2 separate regions of the Mus musculus genome follow, and region 1 is linked to region 2. A link is a contact called in public HiChIP or PLAC-seq data. All regions are on one chromosome and are shown on one strand. Each heading gives the region's core, a stretch centred on a gene start, on an enhancer-like site or on the middle of the called end of the contact. The rest is flanking DNA. Distances are from core to core; before and after follow the strand shown. Region 1 has its middle 54 kb from the start of Gm35521. Region 2 overlaps Sgo2b (shugoshin 2B).

The links. HiChIP or PLAC-seq counts read pairs in DNA pulled down with a chosen protein or histone mark.
Region 1: an H3K27ac HiChIP or PLAC-seq map of embryonic stem cells shows a contact between it and region 2, with 6 read pairs. The contact joins two enhancer-like sites. A contact is called at or near these places in 1 of 484 Hi-C or Micro-C datasets (embryonic stem cells) and 1 of 115 datasets of contacts at active chromatin or transcription factors (embryonic stem cells).

What each region holds. Positions count from the first base shown.
Region 1 is chr8:64,364,580-64,369,215 of GRCm38.p6, reverse strand. No RefSeq gene overlaps it. Among named protein-coding and RNA genes, the nearest start is that of Gm35521, 54 kb to the left of the region's middle. Within about 2 kb of position 2,830, at least 7 of the 459 cell types and tissues checked have an H3K27ac peak or open chromatin away from gene starts, as enhancers often do. A contact at or near this core is called in embryonic stem cells, where this site is marked.
Region 2 is chr8:63,926,592-63,931,013 of GRCm38.p6, reverse strand. Sgo2b (shugoshin 2B) reads left to right here. Exons shown (of 8, transcript NM_001195687.1): 7 at 1,924-4,422. Among named protein-coding and RNA genes, the nearest start is that of Sgo2b, 23 kb to the left of the region's middle. Within about 2 kb of position 1,538, at least 9 of the 459 cell types and tissues checked have an H3K27ac peak or open chromatin away from gene starts, as enhancers often do. A contact at or near this core is called in embryonic stem cells, where this site is marked.

The DNA of each region.
Region 1 (4,636 bases), core at 1,581-4,080, 440 kb before region 2:
CCTTCCCTTCTTCCAGGTTGGTCCCTCAACAACCTAATCTTGTAGGAGGCAGAATGCTCTCTAAGTCAATAATTTGTACATGATGTTGTATCCTCTGTGGGTAGGGCTTGTAGACAGGAGAGCTATTATTCTGCAGTCCTCTGAGAAAAGCCGGTGTTGTCTTTCTCTGAATCTCTTCATTGTGCTGTGTACAGACAACTTGACTCTAAAGGGAGTGAGTGGGTAGGTGGTGGAGGAACACCCACATAGAAGCAGGGGAAGGGAGGATGGGATAGGGGGTTTCCAGGAGTGGAGGAAACTGGGTAAGGGGATAACACTCAAAATGTAAATGAATTAAAACAATAAATAAATAAATAAATAAAGATTTTTTTTTTTAAAGAAGAATGCTTTTAGCATCCTACTGAACTTAAGTTTATTACACAGTCACACAAGACTCCCAGGCCAAGGGGCAGAGAGTCAGTAAGAGGAATTACTGTCAAAGCACAGATAACCAGCCTTGGTCTGTAGGGAGGTGTGGCCGTTGGTGTACAAGAGGAGCAGAGATCAGGGAGGTGGGCATTCAGAAGATCCACTTGGGCATCGTGTACCCAGCTCTGACAGTAAATGAGTAATTTGTTGCATTGCCTGAGAAAATCAAAGTGATTAGAGGTTCACAGAACTCAAGGAGGAAGGCCAAGTTCTAGCAAAATGATCACGTTCCAGGTAAATGGCCCAGAGGAAAAGAAATGTTAGCTAGGCGATCTGTCTGTGGTGTGGACAGAAGAGGAAGGAGATGAACAACTATTTGCCGTAGCCTTGAAACTCACAACGTGGGCCGTACATAGTGTGTTTTTTACTTAACTTATTCCAAGGAAGAGTTAGCTTCAGAACGTCAGTCCTTCCTCATGTACCAACAGTGTCCCAGACAAGCCCAAGTACGGAAGTCTTCTACCTGTAACATCTCTGTCTTACCAACGCTTCCACGCTGGTGTCCTGCATGATTTTCCATGAACAAGGGACTTTTAAAAATAGAAAGCATGACTTGCTACTTCTCTGCTGAACACCCTGCAGTGCTCTTCCTTTCTCTTCAGAATCAACTTTACCCCATGGCCCCAGACTGCCCACAGACCTCATCCCTTATCACTCCCTCTAGCTTGCTCTGCACACTTATGGCTTCACTTTTCTTTAGCACACCAAACACCTCCCCGCACCAGGAACCTATTCCACACTCTTCCTTCCTCTCTGTACAAAATATGGTCTTCTGATCTTCACAAAGATGTCTTCCCTTCTATTAGGGTTCTGCACAGATGTTATGTCCTCAAAGGGGATTTTATTTTTCCCAGACCACTCTATACAAAACCATCCTTTAGCTTACAACCACAGCATTACTGCTTGGTCTGTCTTAACGTTTTTTTTTTTTTTTTGAAAAGAGAATATCAAAGTCTCATGTGATGGGTAGCAGTGTTAACATGTTTTTAGGCATTGCTTTTTATTTAGGGAGCACCACCTGAATTTCCACTCAGTGTGAACTCTTCCAGGATGAGTTGTCTCTTAAATTTTGTTTAGTTTTCCCTTTTTAGGATCTAGATCACTGCGCGGGACACATTCAGTCCTCCATAATTATTTGTTAAGTTAACGAACCACGTAAATATTTCACTAAATGTTGATCTCTTGCAAGGATGTTGCTTTCCTTTTCCTAATAAGAAGGAAAATCAGTGGTTAGATGGAAAGATCTTATCAATGTGAGACCATTTTATTCACTATATTTTAGGGGTAAACCTAGGTAACAGCTGTGTTTGTTATACAGTGTGTCTCTCTGGAAACTAATCTTCTCTCCAGCTCTCATTAGTGAGGGTGTTTGATATGCTTGGGCCAGAATTTAATTATAAACTTCCACATGAGTCACGTTTTCTTCAGGAGCATTTATTCTACCTGTTTCTGTCACTTCCTCTGGGGAGGTTAATATAAATCCTGCTAATTCCAACCAGGGCTGAACTTGAGTTCTGCTCCTATTATTGACAAGTTGAAATTAGGAGCACATTAGCAGTGACTTTCGAAACTGAAGTCAACTGTTAATATATAATTCAGAGCCTACCGGGTACCGCTCCACTGTGAATGCCAACACCACCGCTCCCACCCTCAATGGAACAAAGCGCTTTGAAAGTGACCCCGTGTCTATTGTTACAGTCAGGTGCAGCCATGTGATTAGTTATACAAACGACCGTGTCGTTTGTACAGAGAACCTATTGATTTACATTTGTTTAAGAACAGAAGGAGCGGATGAAATATTTACCTGGCTGGGCAACTTGAGAGCTATTATTATTATTTGTAGAAAGTCAGGCTAGCTTTACTCTCAATTGAAATGGTAAATGGCTTGTTTTAGGAGGGCTAGGAATTGAAGCTAACCTCAAAACTGAAACTTCAGAGTTTTCCAGCAGAGCCCTTGTTCAGGGATTTCTGAATATGGCAGGTGAGATGAAGTACTGTCATTTGGGCCGAAGTGACCTCGGCCAGATCTCAGCATGCCTTCTTGGCTTTCTTTGTTTCTCCAGGCAAGAATCTCAGGCATAGAAGTATCTGGTTAAATTTCACCTCAAGATAACTCCTGAGAAGGACAGCGCCTCATCAGTTGCGGCAGACAGAAAAATGACTCCTTTACAGACAGTTGCACCCTAACCCCTGGAGTCTGCGATCATGTTCATATGATTACGGACATAGAACATACGTTTTGTTTGAGGGAGTGAAGAATATGGTAATCGGAGGCTATCCCTGCTCTTCCACATAGGATCTGGTTGATCACAGTGGTCCTGAGAAGAGGTCAGAGGTCATGCTGACAAGGAAGTATAAGCAGTGGGTGGAGCGATGCAGCCAGGAGTCAACTCCCTAGAACTGGAAGGTGGTAGAGGACAGAAAACCCCTCCCCAACCCCCCCTCCCACCAGAGCACACAGTAGGAGTGGTGTCAGCGTCATCTCAATTTAACCCCAGTCAATAAGTGCTTTTTTTTTATTTTTATTTTTGTTTTTGTTTCTTAATCCACTAAGTGTGAAGTAATTTGTTTCAAGAAAAACAGGAAGTGAAAACATCAATATTATCAGGACCATAAGTTGGCATAGATTGTGCACTTAACAATGCCCCTCAAAATAAACGCCTTTGTCTGTGTGGGTCACGAGAAGAAGCTCCCAGTTATGTTTAATATGTTTAAAATGTCAGGGTTACGTTTGCTTTTATTTGTCTGGGGTCTCTCTGCGATCTCTCTCTCTCTTTCTCTCTCTCTGTTTATCTTTCAGTCCCTCTCTTCCCTCCTCTCCCTCTCTGTCTTTTTCCCCTCACTCTTTCTCTTCTCACCTCCTCTCTCTTTCTTCCTTCCTCCCAATGTTGAAAAAAAAAAAGTCAGATGTTAATTAGGAAGCATTGGGTGCCTCGCGTGCTGCAGAAGCAATTTTAGACACCTGGGTGATGGCGGAAAGAAAACATCCTCTGTCAAGGAACAAGTGGAGCCAGCAGCCTCCCTTTTACATGTTGGCTCTAAAAAAGCAAAAGGAAACAACAAACAAACAAATTTTCAACAGCCGAATAAATACGGAGCATGTGGTACATCCACAGATGCATCAGCATTTAGCTGTAAAGAAAAATGAAGTCGTGACGCTTTTTGGAAATTTTCTCTAAGGGAAAATCATGATCCAGCCCTGGGAAGGCTACTGCAAACATGGCTGCACTGACCCTGGAAGTGCAGGTGTCCTTTGCCATCCCCGTTTCATCTCTTTTGGAGATGTTATCTAGAGCAGGATTGCTTGTTCACACCGAGGTTCTGTTTTTAAGTTCTAAAGGCATCTCAATATTTTATCCACAATTGGGATATTCATTTGCATCAGCAGCCGCAGAGGGCAAGGGTTCAGTTTCCTTCTCAATCCCGCCAGCACGTTCCTTCTTCTGGCTTTTAGCGTGTATGGGTGTTTTGACTGAGTATGGCCAAGAGAGTGTTTTATCTTCAGGACCTGGAGTCACACAAGGTGTTAGGAATGGAGCCTAGGTCCTCTGGAAGAGCAGCCAGTGCTGTTAACTGCTGAGCCCTGTCTCCAGCCTTCTACTTCTGTCTTTTAGATAATAGCTTTTTTTTTGGTTTTGTTTTGTTTTTTGTTTTTTGAGACAGTGTTTCTCTGTATAGCCCTGGCTGTCCTGGAACTCACTTTGTAGACCAGGCTGGCCTCGAACTCAGAAATCCGCCTGCCTCTGCCTCCCAAGTGCTGGGATTAAAGGCGTGCGCCACCAACGCCCAGCGATAGTTTTTATTATTTAAGGTGATAGCTCCTCTTGGTTTGGATTTGCACTTCTGTGATTGCTGCTGTTGAGCATTTTGTCATATAACTGTGGTATATTTGCATGTCTCTTGAGGAACGTAAATTTGGACCCCTTGTCCATTTTTGTTAGTCTTAATTTTTATCTTACTTTTTGTCAATACCACACTTTCTCGATTGCTCTAGCACTGTGTATATTTTGAGTTCAGACAGTTTAAGGCCTTTTGCTTTGTTGTCTTTACTCAAAATTGTTTTCTTTATTTGAGGATTCTGATGATTATATATGAATTTTAAGATTTTTTCCCAGTTCTATGAAAAATGTCATTAATATTAACACTAAATTTGCAGATCATTCTGGTG
Region 2 (4,422 bases), core at 289-2,788:
CTTAGCTTGTAATTTGAAAATGCCATTACATTTATATGTTTAGTTTCATTTCCTTTTCATGGATATGAAAAAATGTTCATCTAGGTGAATACAGTGATTTTTTTTCAAGGTCATAACCAATTAGTGATTATGATGGTTAGTTTTGATTTTTCAAGCTGACATAGTCTAGAATCATCTGGAAAGAGAATCTCAATGAGAGATAGTCTAGATCAAGTTTGCCTGTGAACATGACTGTGGAGAATTATCTTGATTTTACTGAGTTGGGAAGCGTTGTCCACTGTGGGTGGTACCATTTCCTTGGCAGGAGATTCTTAACTATTTAAGAGTGAAGAAGGCAAACTGAGTACAAGCTTCTATCATTCATTGCTCTCTTCTCAAGACTCTGAGTGTGGGTGGCTATCTGCTTCAAATTCCTGCCACTTTGATTTCCTTGCAATGATGAGCTGTAGCCCAGAACTGTGAACCAAATAAATTCTCCTTTAAGGTTCTATTGTCTGTATTTTACCAGAGCAACAGAAATGAAAATATCATAGTGCTAATGAACTTGAGTAATGACTTAGTAAGAAAACATAATAAAACTTAATTTTATTACACGGTCTTCCTAATTGATAATCCTGTAATGTAGTCTATAGCTTATGCATTGGTTAAATATTAACAAACTAGAATACAGAAACTTAATTTGCCATGGACCGGTGCTCAACAGGCCCTCCTCAATCCCTGCTAATCAAGGTCTTGGACAGATAGGCATAGAGTGGGTGGGAATAGGGGTGACAAACAGATGGAACATGAGAGAGTGTATTGAATCTGAGTGTAATGTGTCAAATCGAGCATCAAACTTTTTATATAGAAGAATAACAAGAAACCAGGCCAACATATCTGCTAAGTTACAGTGACATAAAACAAAAGGAATGCATACATCAAAAGATGGTGGGGAACAGGCCCTGTTTACCACTTAGAATGGAGACAGATGTAATGCTAGTCTATTGCTAAATTCACCACCAGGGGTTCTTAGTAAATGCCTGATTATGTGTTCCTTTGGGCCTAGTGAAGAAAATTGTCCCAGGGAGATTCCCTAACTCTTTCACGGTTACCCCACCCATTCTTATTCGCTAGGCCATTGTGTATTCCCTTGTTTGGGTGAGACTAAGTAATCACTCTGCTGACTAGCCCTGAGCTATTCTAGCTCCATTCTTTGTAATGCCTAATTAGTTTCACTTCTCTACTAGAAGTAAATCTGAATGTTACTGAATAGGTAACCTTCTCACTGAATTCTTACTGAATTCCAAGACCTTCAGCTTCAAGGATTTTCTAGGACTTTGGAACACTGGTGGAGGCTCACCTATGTCAGAATTCAATCTTTAAAGGCACTTATAATAAAACAATACTGAAAGAGAGCATACACCATACTAACTTGGGGATAGGGTTTGAGTATATGGGCTATGAGAATGCCAAGATTCCAGGAGGCTGAGTTTCCTTGAAACTCTTTGCCTCTTTTGACTGCCTCCAGGCCTTTCAACCTAGACAGGCAGACTTCACTGGAGTGGGTGTAGCACTAAATGTTAAGCTCAGAGCACAGTGTTTTTCTTTCCACAGTCTTAGGTATCCTCCCCACCAGCGTTACTATTATTATTTGAGGCCATGGTCTCCTTCAGCTCTAGAAGTAGGAATTAATGGCTCTATTATAGTATATACCCATTCCAGTCTTGGGGTGGGGGCTGAGTGAATGCTCAGTAGTATGCATTTCTCATGGATTTAGATGTAAAATGTGACCTGTGAGTACTCCAGTTAGTCTAACTAATTTTTATTAGCATGAATTCTGAATAAGGGTCTGAGAAGAACAGAAGTTCTCTCTGTGAAACAGCTAAGTATCTGCTTTGTTTACTATAGATTATTACGTATTTTTTGTTTTTCTTTATTTTGTAGAGAGCCATTGTCACTCAGATCAAAGTCCTCAGAGTTCTCCGAGTGAGATGAAAACTGGTCCATCTCCCAACCTTAGAAGGGGAGAAAAATTAACACTTAAAAATATTACTCAGAGGAAGAAGTGTGTGTCTTCAACTGTAGACATACTGTATGTGTCAGATTTAGAAAACCAATCAATATCAAGTCCAGGATCAAATTGGAATAATGAGATAAATGGCCATACCAATGAAACCAGTAATAACACACAAAGAAATACCGAGTGTTTTCTTGGCTTACCTTCTGAATCTTCCAGTGAGCCTTATGTAAAGCGCATGGAGCAAGTGCAGAAAACTGACAACTTTCATTTTCATAACACTGTGTCTGAAGCCGCTGATGTGGAGTTAACTGCTACTGATGTAGGCAAGATTGTAATAGTTTCAAAGAGCAATAAAAATCAAATTAAGAAAAAGGCAGATTGTAGAAAGGAGACTTTCAGAAAAGTGAAAGGTGCAAGCTCTGATAAAAAGAGAGAAAGCTCAAAGAGAGAATGTAAAGATGGTTCAGAAGTAGGTGCTGAAAAAGAGACTGATGAAAGCAGAGCAAAAAGAGGCTCTGGTGTCCTGGATGGCAGAGGGGATTCAGAAGAGCCAAACTGTATTTCCAGTACTGAGCAGCCATCTCAGGTAAACACGCAAAAGAAAATAACCCCCCAGAACAGCTCAGATCAGGAGAACATTCAAAATAAAAAGAGGAGGCGAACATATATGCTAGATGAGCAAGAGGAAGCAAACCCTTTCTCCAGACATTCAGTCAAATTCCTTCAAGATGGTAAATTTGACCTGTGTCAGAAAACCCTACATCATAATTTAAGTAACCCTTCTCGACAGACATTTGTGATTCATAAATCAGAAAAAGGTAACTTATTTCCAAATCAAGAAGATAAGGACACCATTTCTGAAAGCCTAGAAGTTACAAATGAATTTCATACAGCTGATCATTCCATCAGAGAAAATGTATGTGACCATGAGGCTCAGACAACATTGGGCTTGAGAAAGTCTGTCAATGCTCAACAAAATCTAACAAAGAAGACTAAGCAGAAAATAAATCGAGGAACAAAAATAGTTTCTAGCATGAAACAAATATATGAGGACAATGATAAAGATATGCACTTCCTAGAAAAAGGCAACTTTCCCTTCCAAACCCAAGCAGATAAAGTAACCACCAGTGGAAGTCTAGAAGCTACAGAAGAATTTGATACACCTCTTTTCTTCACAAGAGTTAATGGAAGCTTGCGAGACTGTGAGACCCAGAATGTTATGGATCTGCACAAGCAAATTACTGGTATATACCCTGCTCAGAATGAGTCTCAAATGAGCAAAAATCCTAGGCAGAAAGTAAATCGCAAGACAGCAGTAATTTCTGGAGTGAATTGTTTTAGTAGTGACAAAGGTGTTCATTGTTCAGAAAAGGATAAGTCTTTCTTGCTACAAAAGGATAAAGACATTCTTGGAACCTTAAAAGACTTAAGTGAGTCTGATATGCCTGCTCTTTGTAACCAAGATAGTGCAGAGCCATATAAGTCTGAAATGCTCTTGGGGTTGAAAAAACATGACCATGATATGCAGCCTGCTTGTCAAGGTGATTCAAAAGTAGATAAGAAGCTTAGAAAACAGGCAAATCGAAAGACAGAAATAATTTCTAAAATCACCCAAATACATGACAATGATGGAGGAAGTGCACATGACCCACTAAATAAGAAGCTCGGTCAGAAGGTTAATATATCAGATATCATTTCTCAAATGAACCAACTATATGAGACTACTATTGAAGATGGGAATGGCTTTAAAAGCTCTGTCAAAGATTGCCAAGGTGTTATAAGTTGTGACTTGGGGGAAATCAACAGTAATAAAAAGGAAAATTATGATCCAATTCAAGATCCTTGCACACTGGTTAAAAAAACAAAGAGAAAGGGATCGTGTAACTCAGGGAGCAGTTTGGCAGGAGATAAGAACAGGTGTAGTCTGCGGTTAACAGATTCTTCCCAGGTGTCGGTCACCTTAGACTCTGGCTTAAGACACCATCCAAACGAAGCAGATACTAGTCCTGGAGAGTGGACTAACCTGCCAAAGAAGCAGAAACCAATCGTTGTGAGTTCACCGGGAGATGCCTTCTCTGTGAGTGCGGGAAAAGCAAGAAGCAACCCAGCCAAAGCAGTTAGTGAAATGACATCCAAATTAAAGAAAAGAAAGACTCATCTAGGTTGTTCTCCTGAAACCCATGGACCAGTGGAGATAACACCCAACACTGACCTCACTAAGGCTGTTGACTCCCAACAGACTGAGAAGGAGAACTATTTGGAAAAGGAGAACTATTTGGAGAATGAGAAAATTGCCAAGAGGAAGCCAGACTTCTGTATGAAGGTGTTGAAACCTTTATCTCAGACATGTTCATCTAATATAAAGAATTCTTCCTTGGACAGTATGTGTAAGAGTTCGCTACCTTTGAGTATTTCTTCTAGTA